Linked DNA regions of Mus musculus: region 1 is linked to region 2. Evidence: chromatin contacts called from public HiChIP or PLAC-seq data. All regions are on one chromosome and are shown on one strand. The core of a region is the stretch at or near the end of the contact, and the rest is flanking DNA. Distances in the headings are between cores, read along the strand shown. Region 1 holds the start of Fgd2 (FYVE, RhoGEF and PH domain containing 2). Region 2 holds the start of Trp53cor1 (tumor protein p53 pathway corepressor 1).

The links. HiChIP or PLAC-seq counts read pairs in DNA pulled down with a chosen protein or histone mark.
Region 1: an H3K27ac HiChIP or PLAC-seq map of epiblast stem cells shows a contact between it and region 2. The contact joins the promoter of Fgd2 here to the promoter of Trp53cor1 in region 2. A contact is called at or near these places in 2 of 39 promoter capture datasets (frontonasal cranial neural crest and hippocampal neurons), 1 of 484 Hi-C or Micro-C datasets (neural progenitor cells), 1 of 115 datasets of contacts at active chromatin or transcription factors (epiblast stem cells) and 3 of 9 other capture datasets (adipose tissue, liver and pancreatic islet).

Annotation. Positions count from the first base shown.
Region 1 is chr17:29,359,516-29,363,250 of GRCm38.p6, forward strand. Fgd2 (FYVE, RhoGEF and PH domain containing 2) reads left to right here and starts at 1,399. Exons shown (of 16, transcript NM_013710.4): 1 at 1,399-1,642. The coding sequence starts at 1,578.
Region 2 is chr17:29,077,080-29,080,988 of GRCm38.p6, forward strand. It overlaps Trp53cor1 (tumor protein p53 pathway corepressor 1), which reads right to left and starts at 2,047. Exons shown (of 2, transcript NR_036469.2): 1 at 1,812-2,047.

The DNA.
Region 1 (3,735 bases), core at 149-2,648, 280 kb after region 2:
AGCTCTAACCCATAGGGGCTCTCCAACCCGGGCCACTAGAGAAATATCAACATCATTAAGACAAAAGCATCCAAAGAGGTGTTGGGGACCACAGGACCCCTTCCTGCATATCCTCACAGTCTGTGGGGTTTTTTGTTTTGTTTGCCCTATTTTTCTTTTTTTTTTTTTTTCCGGACAGGGTTTCTCTGTGTAGCCCCAGCTGTCTTAAAAGTTACTCTGGAGCTGGGCGTGGTGGCGCTCGCCTTTAATCCCAGCACTTGGGAGGCAGAGACAGGTGGATTTCTGAGTTCGAGGCCAGCCTGGTCTACAAAGTGAGTTCCAGAGCAGTCAGGGCTACAGAGAAACCCTGTCTTGAAAAAAAAAAAAAAAGTTACTCTGTAGACCAAGTGGGCATCAAACTCAGAGATCTGCCTGCCTCTGCCTCCCGAGTGCTGGGACTAAAGGTGTGTGCCACCACCAGTTCAGCTTTAGATGTTTTTTTTAGGGTAGGAGTACAAGAGATACAGTGTGTGTGGGTTGGAGCCCAGAGGCAACCTGAAAGAGTCTGCATTTTGGGTGGAGAATTGGTTCAGAGGTTAAGAGAACTTAGAAAGGACCTAGGTCCCATTCCCACAACACCCTCTTCTGACCATTGTGGGTACCAGGCACGAATGTGGTATAATAGACTCACACAGGCCAAACACTCATACACATAAAAAATAAAAGTAAATAAAAAGAAAGGAAAAGTCTATTTTTTTTCCACCATGTGGGGCTCCAGGGTTAGACTCAAGCTGCCAGGCTTGGCTACAAGTACTCTTACCCCTGAACCATCTCAAAGCCCACCCCATCCGACCCCATTTTTTTTTTTGAGACAGGTCTCACGTAGCCGAATCTGGTCTTATACTCATTACGTTGTCAAGGAAGAACTTGGACTTCTCCTCTCAAGTGGGTGCCATGGGCATGTGCCATGATACCCAGTTCTACAGTGCTGAGGATAAAGCCCTGGGCTTCCCGCATGCCAAGCAAGCATTCTCTATCAGCTGAGCTACATCCCCAACCCTGTGGTCCATTTTAATTTAAAAGCTGTTTTTCCATCAGCAGTGCACAGCGCCAGATGCAAGGAAGATGCTGAGAATGGTACTAAGTAAAACATCCCTGAGCCGTCCCCTTTCCCCCCATGCAGAGAATTGGATATCCAGGAAGCTGCTCATCCCAGGATCCGGCTCCAGAAACGTCCTGTGACCACTGTTGCCACAGCCCGTGCCTTCTCTAACAGGACTGGGTAGAAGTATCTGAGAGGTAAAGGTCAGATGCCAAGAGGGCCGGGCAGTACTTCACAGGCTCCTCCCACAGCAAGGAGAGTTTGACAGGCTCCTCCCACAGTAGGGAGTGCTGGCCTCTCTTCCAAGCTACTGGGACCACTTCCTCTTTTTTCACTCTGAAGATAGGAACTGCCCCAAGGCAGTCAGAAGCGATGGGCAGATTCCAGGCTGTGGTAGACCTGCTTCACCCGCTGGCCAGGGAGTGCTGAGGGCACCAGCCTATTGCCTCCCTCCCTGCTTCTGGGGTAACTGAGGACCACCTTGCAGGCTAGCAGGATGGAGCGAGCCTGTGAGAAGCAGGACTCAGTGTGCAACCTGGTGGCTGTGTTTGAGAACAACAGGTACAGATGGTGGGGGAGGGGTCGAGCCCTTCTATCTGATCTGGTACTTTGGGGCAGCACCTGGGGTCCCTCCATCCTGGGTGCCTGGCAGTACAGGCAACCACTGCTCTTGTGGTAGTAAGCTGGACAGGGTGAGCATGGGAGATCTCCAATCCATGCACACACACATCCCACTCACACCAGGACACAAATGGGAACAGGAAGGCGGGACACAGATGGAATGTGGCTGACTGGGACAAAGCAGAGCCATGCTCACCAGGCCTCTCTCCTAAGTTCCTTTCTATACCTCAGGGCTTACTCTGATGGCCCTAGGGTGTGACTTGTTTGGTTCCCATCATAGGGAGAACAGAAGAGGGGACACAGGAACTAGCTTCTTTGAATTTTGGGGCTGTGCTGGCACTTGTGTCTGAAGGGAAAAGACAAAGCCAGGAGTGGGAGGGGTCCTGAGTGGCCTTGGAGGGGCGTGAGTGTGAGACATGAAACCGCTTTGCAGGCCTGTGGTTTGGGAGTGCCTTTGGTCCTCTGGAAGCAGATAGAGGTTGGCCTCAGGAGGCTTAGGGGGAAGCTGTGGGGACCTGAGAGACGAGGGGAGGAGGGGCAGGTGGAGGGAGGGGCTGAGCCCTGGATTGTTGTAGAGGGTTCCAGAACCCGGGTACACCACAGTGAGTCCCCATGCCTTCAGCAGCTAGATGCTGGGTAAAGCAGCACTCTTACATGAAGATAAGGAGTCTGCCACCAGAGTCCCCAGCCCTCGGGAGCCACAAGAACAAAGCTTAGTGCCTAGAGTTCTGTGGAGGATGCAGGGGTAGATTTCTACTTGTGATACAAAGTTCCGTCCTTCTGAGACACCAGGCCACAGGCTTTAGATGCCCTGGGAAGGCCTCCACGCTGTGTTGTGGGCCTGCAGGCCATGCACAGGAGGTGCCTGGGGCCTCCACGTGGAAGCCCACATTCACCCCTGCAGAAGTTTCACTTCCTGGGTGAGCAGCCTGACTCTGCCTCTCCAGGAGCTTGGCTGAGTGCATCCTATTCAGCACCTGGGACAGCTCATTCCCACCGCCCTCTTGGCCCACCACACTCATGCTGGAGGGGGCGTAGGCTCATGTAGATGCCAGCCCTTGGGCTACTGAGTGGTGTCTGGCTGCACCTTGCAGGTAGAGTAGCCATACAGAGGAGTGGGTCACTAGAAGCGTGGTCAGGAGTGTGAGAGTCAGGCTCTGAGCAAGGGGACCATGCAGGCGTCTCTCTGTGGAGCCCTTGGTGCCTAGCTGATCTGAAACTGAGGGCTAGAGAGGAAACAGGCACAGGCCTGAGTGCTTAGAAATGCAGAAGCTGAAACCAAATGTACAGGAGAAAAACCTGAGACTCAGCACCCTCTCACCCAACCCCCTCTCCCTGGCTGCAGGCCCTGAGGCCAAGGAACTCCATTTTCTATGTCTGGAATGGGCCACCTCGGTCCTTCTTCCTACACCAGGCCCTGTGACCAGGACAATCACCTCAGCTCTCTGGGTCTCTCTGTCCTTGACATCAAGAGGAAAGACAGCTTAGCATGGAGGTTTGGATGTCAGCTGCCCCTACCTGCCCCACTTTCAGGTTCCCATCCTTTCTGCCTCAGTCTCCACATCTGCAGCATGGACGCAGGGACATTCTTTCTCATCGGGTTTGGAGGCTCGGTACCTGTCTGGCCTCCGTTTCCCTGTCTGTCTTTCTCGAGGGGATGCCTACCCAGCGCTGTCACCCTGGCTATCTCCCTGCACATGCCTGGCTCTGGCAGTGTGGGTTTCTCTGGCCTACAAAGGACTGGTAAATGCTGCACAGCAAAACTGTCCTGTGAGGGCTGAACCTGGGGAACAGGGACCCTGCTCTGCAGGATGGCTTTGTCCCCTGGTAATTGTGTGAAGGCCATAGGCATCCCTGAAAAGGCCCAGTTTCAGCATCTGAGTCCCTGCTCTGAATTACTCTCTGGCGCCCACCTTCCCTTGATGTATCGGGAGAGATACAGAGATGAAAGCAAGGGGGAAGAACATAGGTGGGCGTGATCCTGAGGGAGCCCCTGAAAGATCTGTGTGCCAAAGGAGGGGTTCTCTCTAGAT
Region 2 (3,909 bases), core at 797-3,296:
GTGTGTGTGTGTGTGTGGCCTGTGGAGGCCAGAAGAGAGCATTGCTTCTTGCCTGCTACTGGAGTTAATAGATGATTATGAACTGTCAATGTGGGTGCTGGGAATCCAATTCTGTAAAAAGAGCCAGTGCTCTTAATCACTCGGCATCTCTTTCTCCCCAACCCCGTTTTTGTCTTTTGTTTTCTTGGATTTTCCCCCACTTTGGTATCAGAGTATCCCTAAGTAGCCAAAGTGAACCTTGAACTTGTAAGTCTCTACCTTGTTCACCAACTCTGGGTGCAACCACTCTCTCCTGGAATAGGTATTGCTAAAAATAGCTTTTGTGGGAACCAGCAAGTTAGCTTAGCAAGTAAAAGTGCTTGCTGCTAAGCCTGCGGGGCTGAGTTTGATCCCTGGATGGAGTAGAGACCATTCTGGTTAGTTGTCCTCTGACCGGCACACAAGCTTGCTATGGTACACCTATTTCCCTAATGAATTGATGATAATGAAGAAGGAGGAGGAGGGGTAGGGGTAGGGGTAGGAGAAGGAAAAGGAAGAGGAGGAGGAGGAGGAGGAGGAGGAGGAGGAGGAGGAGGAGGAGGAGAAGGAGAAGGAGAAGGAGAAGGAGAAGGAGAAGGAGAAGGAGAAGGAGAAGGAGAAGGAGAAGGAGAAGGAGAAGGAGAAGGAGAAGGAGAAGGAGAAGGAGAAGGAGAAGGAGAAGGAGAAGGAGAAGGAAGAAGAAGAAGAAGAAGAAGAAGAAGAAGAAGAAGAAGAAGAAGAAGAAGAAGAAAAGAAGTCCATGGTGCATCCAGCATGGAAAAGTTCTGGATTCTATAGGCCATCTGCTGGTCAACTGTTTCAACCAGAGGGCTCTCTCTGGAAGTAGACACAGGTTATGTGTGCCGCTACTACCTCTGGGAAGGAAATGGTGGCTGGAGGGTGGGGGTTTGTCTGGGGTCCGGAAAGACTTTTGTTTTTGTTTTTAACCAACATCCTTTTTCATCTTTTGACTGTTATTCCTGGGAATGTATTACGGACTCAACAAAATAAATACAGGAAATTATGGAAAAATGAAACTGCACTTTGGACTATACTACAAATAGAATTTTTAAAGATATTTGGAAAAAGAAATGAGCGGAGCGAGCAGCTGCTATTGATGGTGTCAAAGCAGTGTTTGTCTTCTCAATCCTGCTGACTGCAGTGGGTCCAGGCTTGGAGCGGCTCAGGCTAACAGCCCTGAGTGGGGGTGGGGTGGAGTGGGAGGTCGGTTGGCAAGCTCTTGGCTGAGGTTTCCTAAAACCTGGAGGGGCCGTGGCGGAGGCGGGGCTCTTCTTGCAGAAAGCCGCACAGCCCGAGGACAATTTGTTTTTGTTTTGTTTTTATGTAGCTTGCCATTGTTCAGTTTGATTTTTTTTTTTTTTCCCACACAGGGTCTCGCATAACTCAGGCGGAGGGCTGAAACTTAGTATGCCGCTATCTGGGCATCCAGCCCCCACCTCTGGAGTTCAGGGATAACCTACCAAGCCCGGTTTTTGTAGTGCTTAGAATGGAACCCGGGATTTCCTGTACGCTAGTCAAGCTCTCTACCAACTGAGCTACGACCCCGACTCCTTTCTTTATCGTCACGTAGTCCAGGCTGGCCTCAAAACTTCCCATGTAGCTGCGGATGACTTTGAACTCTGGATCTTCAGGTCTAAACTCCCTGTGCGGAGTGTGGGAATAAAAGGCTATGTCCTCGCTCCCCAGTGCTAGCTGTCATTGTTATTATTTTGAGAGAGGAAAAAAAAAAAAAAAGAAAGAAAGAAAGAAAGAAATAAGTCGAGGACACTCACGGAAAGCGAGTGGGACAGGCCAGGCCAGCTGAGGTTGTCCACAAGTTCTTGCCCTGGGTCTTTGGAGATATAATTAGCTGGTTTTTCCAGCGCTGAGTGGGTGGTTCACTTCTGCACCCCTGGCAAAGCTGGGAGATGATGCAACCGAAGGCAAGCCCGGGCAAGGCCGGCAGAGAGTTGTGGCTATGGGGCTCAGGCGACTTGGTCCTGGGCGTGGGGAGTGTGGGTCAGACTGCCAGGGGAAGCTAAGCCTGCCGGCTGCCCAAGTCTCCGCCTCTCCCCCCTCCCCCCATCCCTGCACAGTAACAACTTCTATTCTGAGTTCTTTCTCTCTGTGCTGCAGGTGGAAGAGTCCGGGGAAGAACTGGAGGCCACATGGGGGCCGGGGGGCGCTCTGTTCTGGGAGATTAAATCAGGCATTGAGGATGGAGAGAGGGCTTTTAATCAACAGGAGACATTTTCAGGTCACCATGTGCTCATGGGGTTAGCCAATCTTCTTTTACTTTTTTTGAGACAGTCTCCTGTTGCCACGGATGGCCTCAAACTTGCTAGGTAGAGGAGGATGCCCTTGATCTTGGGACCTTTCTGTCTCCATCACCCAAGTGCTGGGACTGAAGCCTTGCCCCATCATATCTGGCTGTGAAGTATAGTGTTTTGTTTTGTTTTGCTTTTCCCCTTGGTTTTTTGAGACAGGGTTTCTCTGTATACTGGCTGTCCTGGAACTCACTTTGTAGACCAGGCTGGCCTAGAACTCAGAAATCTGCCTGCCTCTGCCTCCCAAGTGCTGGGATTAAAGGCGTGCGCCACCACTGCCCAGCGAAGTATAGTTTTTAATTGTGTTCATTGTCACGTAAAGATCCTAAGGGCTGGTGAGATGGTTCAGTGGACTCAGGAGCTTGCCGCCAAGGTTGGCAAGCCCTGTTTGAGCCTCAGAACCTGGATGGTAGAAGGAGAGAACTGAGCCTGAATGTTGTCCTTTGACCTTCCCTAATGTTGTCTTGTTCCAGTGTATGTCGACACACAAGAAATAATGCAGTTAAAAGATAGGATAGGGCTGGAGAGACAGCTCAGCGGTTAAGAGCACTGACTGCTCTTCCAGAGGTACTGAGTTCGAATCCCAGCAACCACGTAGTAGCTCTGAACCATCCATAATAGGATCTGATACCTATTTCTGGGGTGTCTGAAGACAGCTACAGTGTACTTACATATAATAAATAACTAAATCTTTTTAAAAAATAGAATAGAGCCGGGCGTGGTGGCGCACGCCTTTAATCCCAGCACTCGGGAGGCAGAGGCAGGCGGATTTCTGAGTTCGAGGCCAGCCTGGTCTACAGAGTGAGTTCCAGGACAGCCAGGGCTACAGAAAAACCCTGTCTCAAAAAACCAAAAAAAAAAAAGAAAAAGAATAAAAAAAATAGAATAAAAGAATATTAATTTTTTATATTTATTTGTTTTGATTTGTATAGGTGTTTTGCCTGAATGTATGTGTGTGTACTTCATTTGTGCCATCCTGGGAGTAGACAGTACAGGAGACCAGCTCCTCTCCCCAGAGATGCCCACTGTCCTGGTCTCTATTTTCTTCTTTTAAAAATTTATTTATTTATTTTTATGTGTATGGTGTTCTATCTGCATGTACACTTGCATGTCAGAAGAGCATCAGAACGCATTATAAATGGTTGACAGCCACTATGTGGTTGCTGGGAATTGAACTTAGGACCCCTGGAAGAGCAGTCAGTGCTCTTAACCACTGAGCTGTCTCTCCAGCCTGAGATTTTTTTTTTTTAAATTGTAGATATGAGGGAGAGAGCCGGCATTTCGAAGAGTCCAGAGCAGAGGGAGGGAGGAAGGGAAAAGGAGAGGGAGGGGGAGGGAAGAGGGAGGGGGAGAAGTGGGAGAGGGAGGAGAAGGAGAGAGGATGGCTAGCGGACTAGATCTGGTCAGAGAGAAGCAGAAGGGGGCAGGACATAGATGGAGAGCGAGAAGGGGGAGGAGGAAGACAGAAAAAGGGCGGGGACAAGAGGGAGCAGGGCTGAAATGGTTACAGGACAAAGGAGTAGCTGAGGGGAGGGAGTTTAGGGGAGGAGGTGAGAAACTCCTT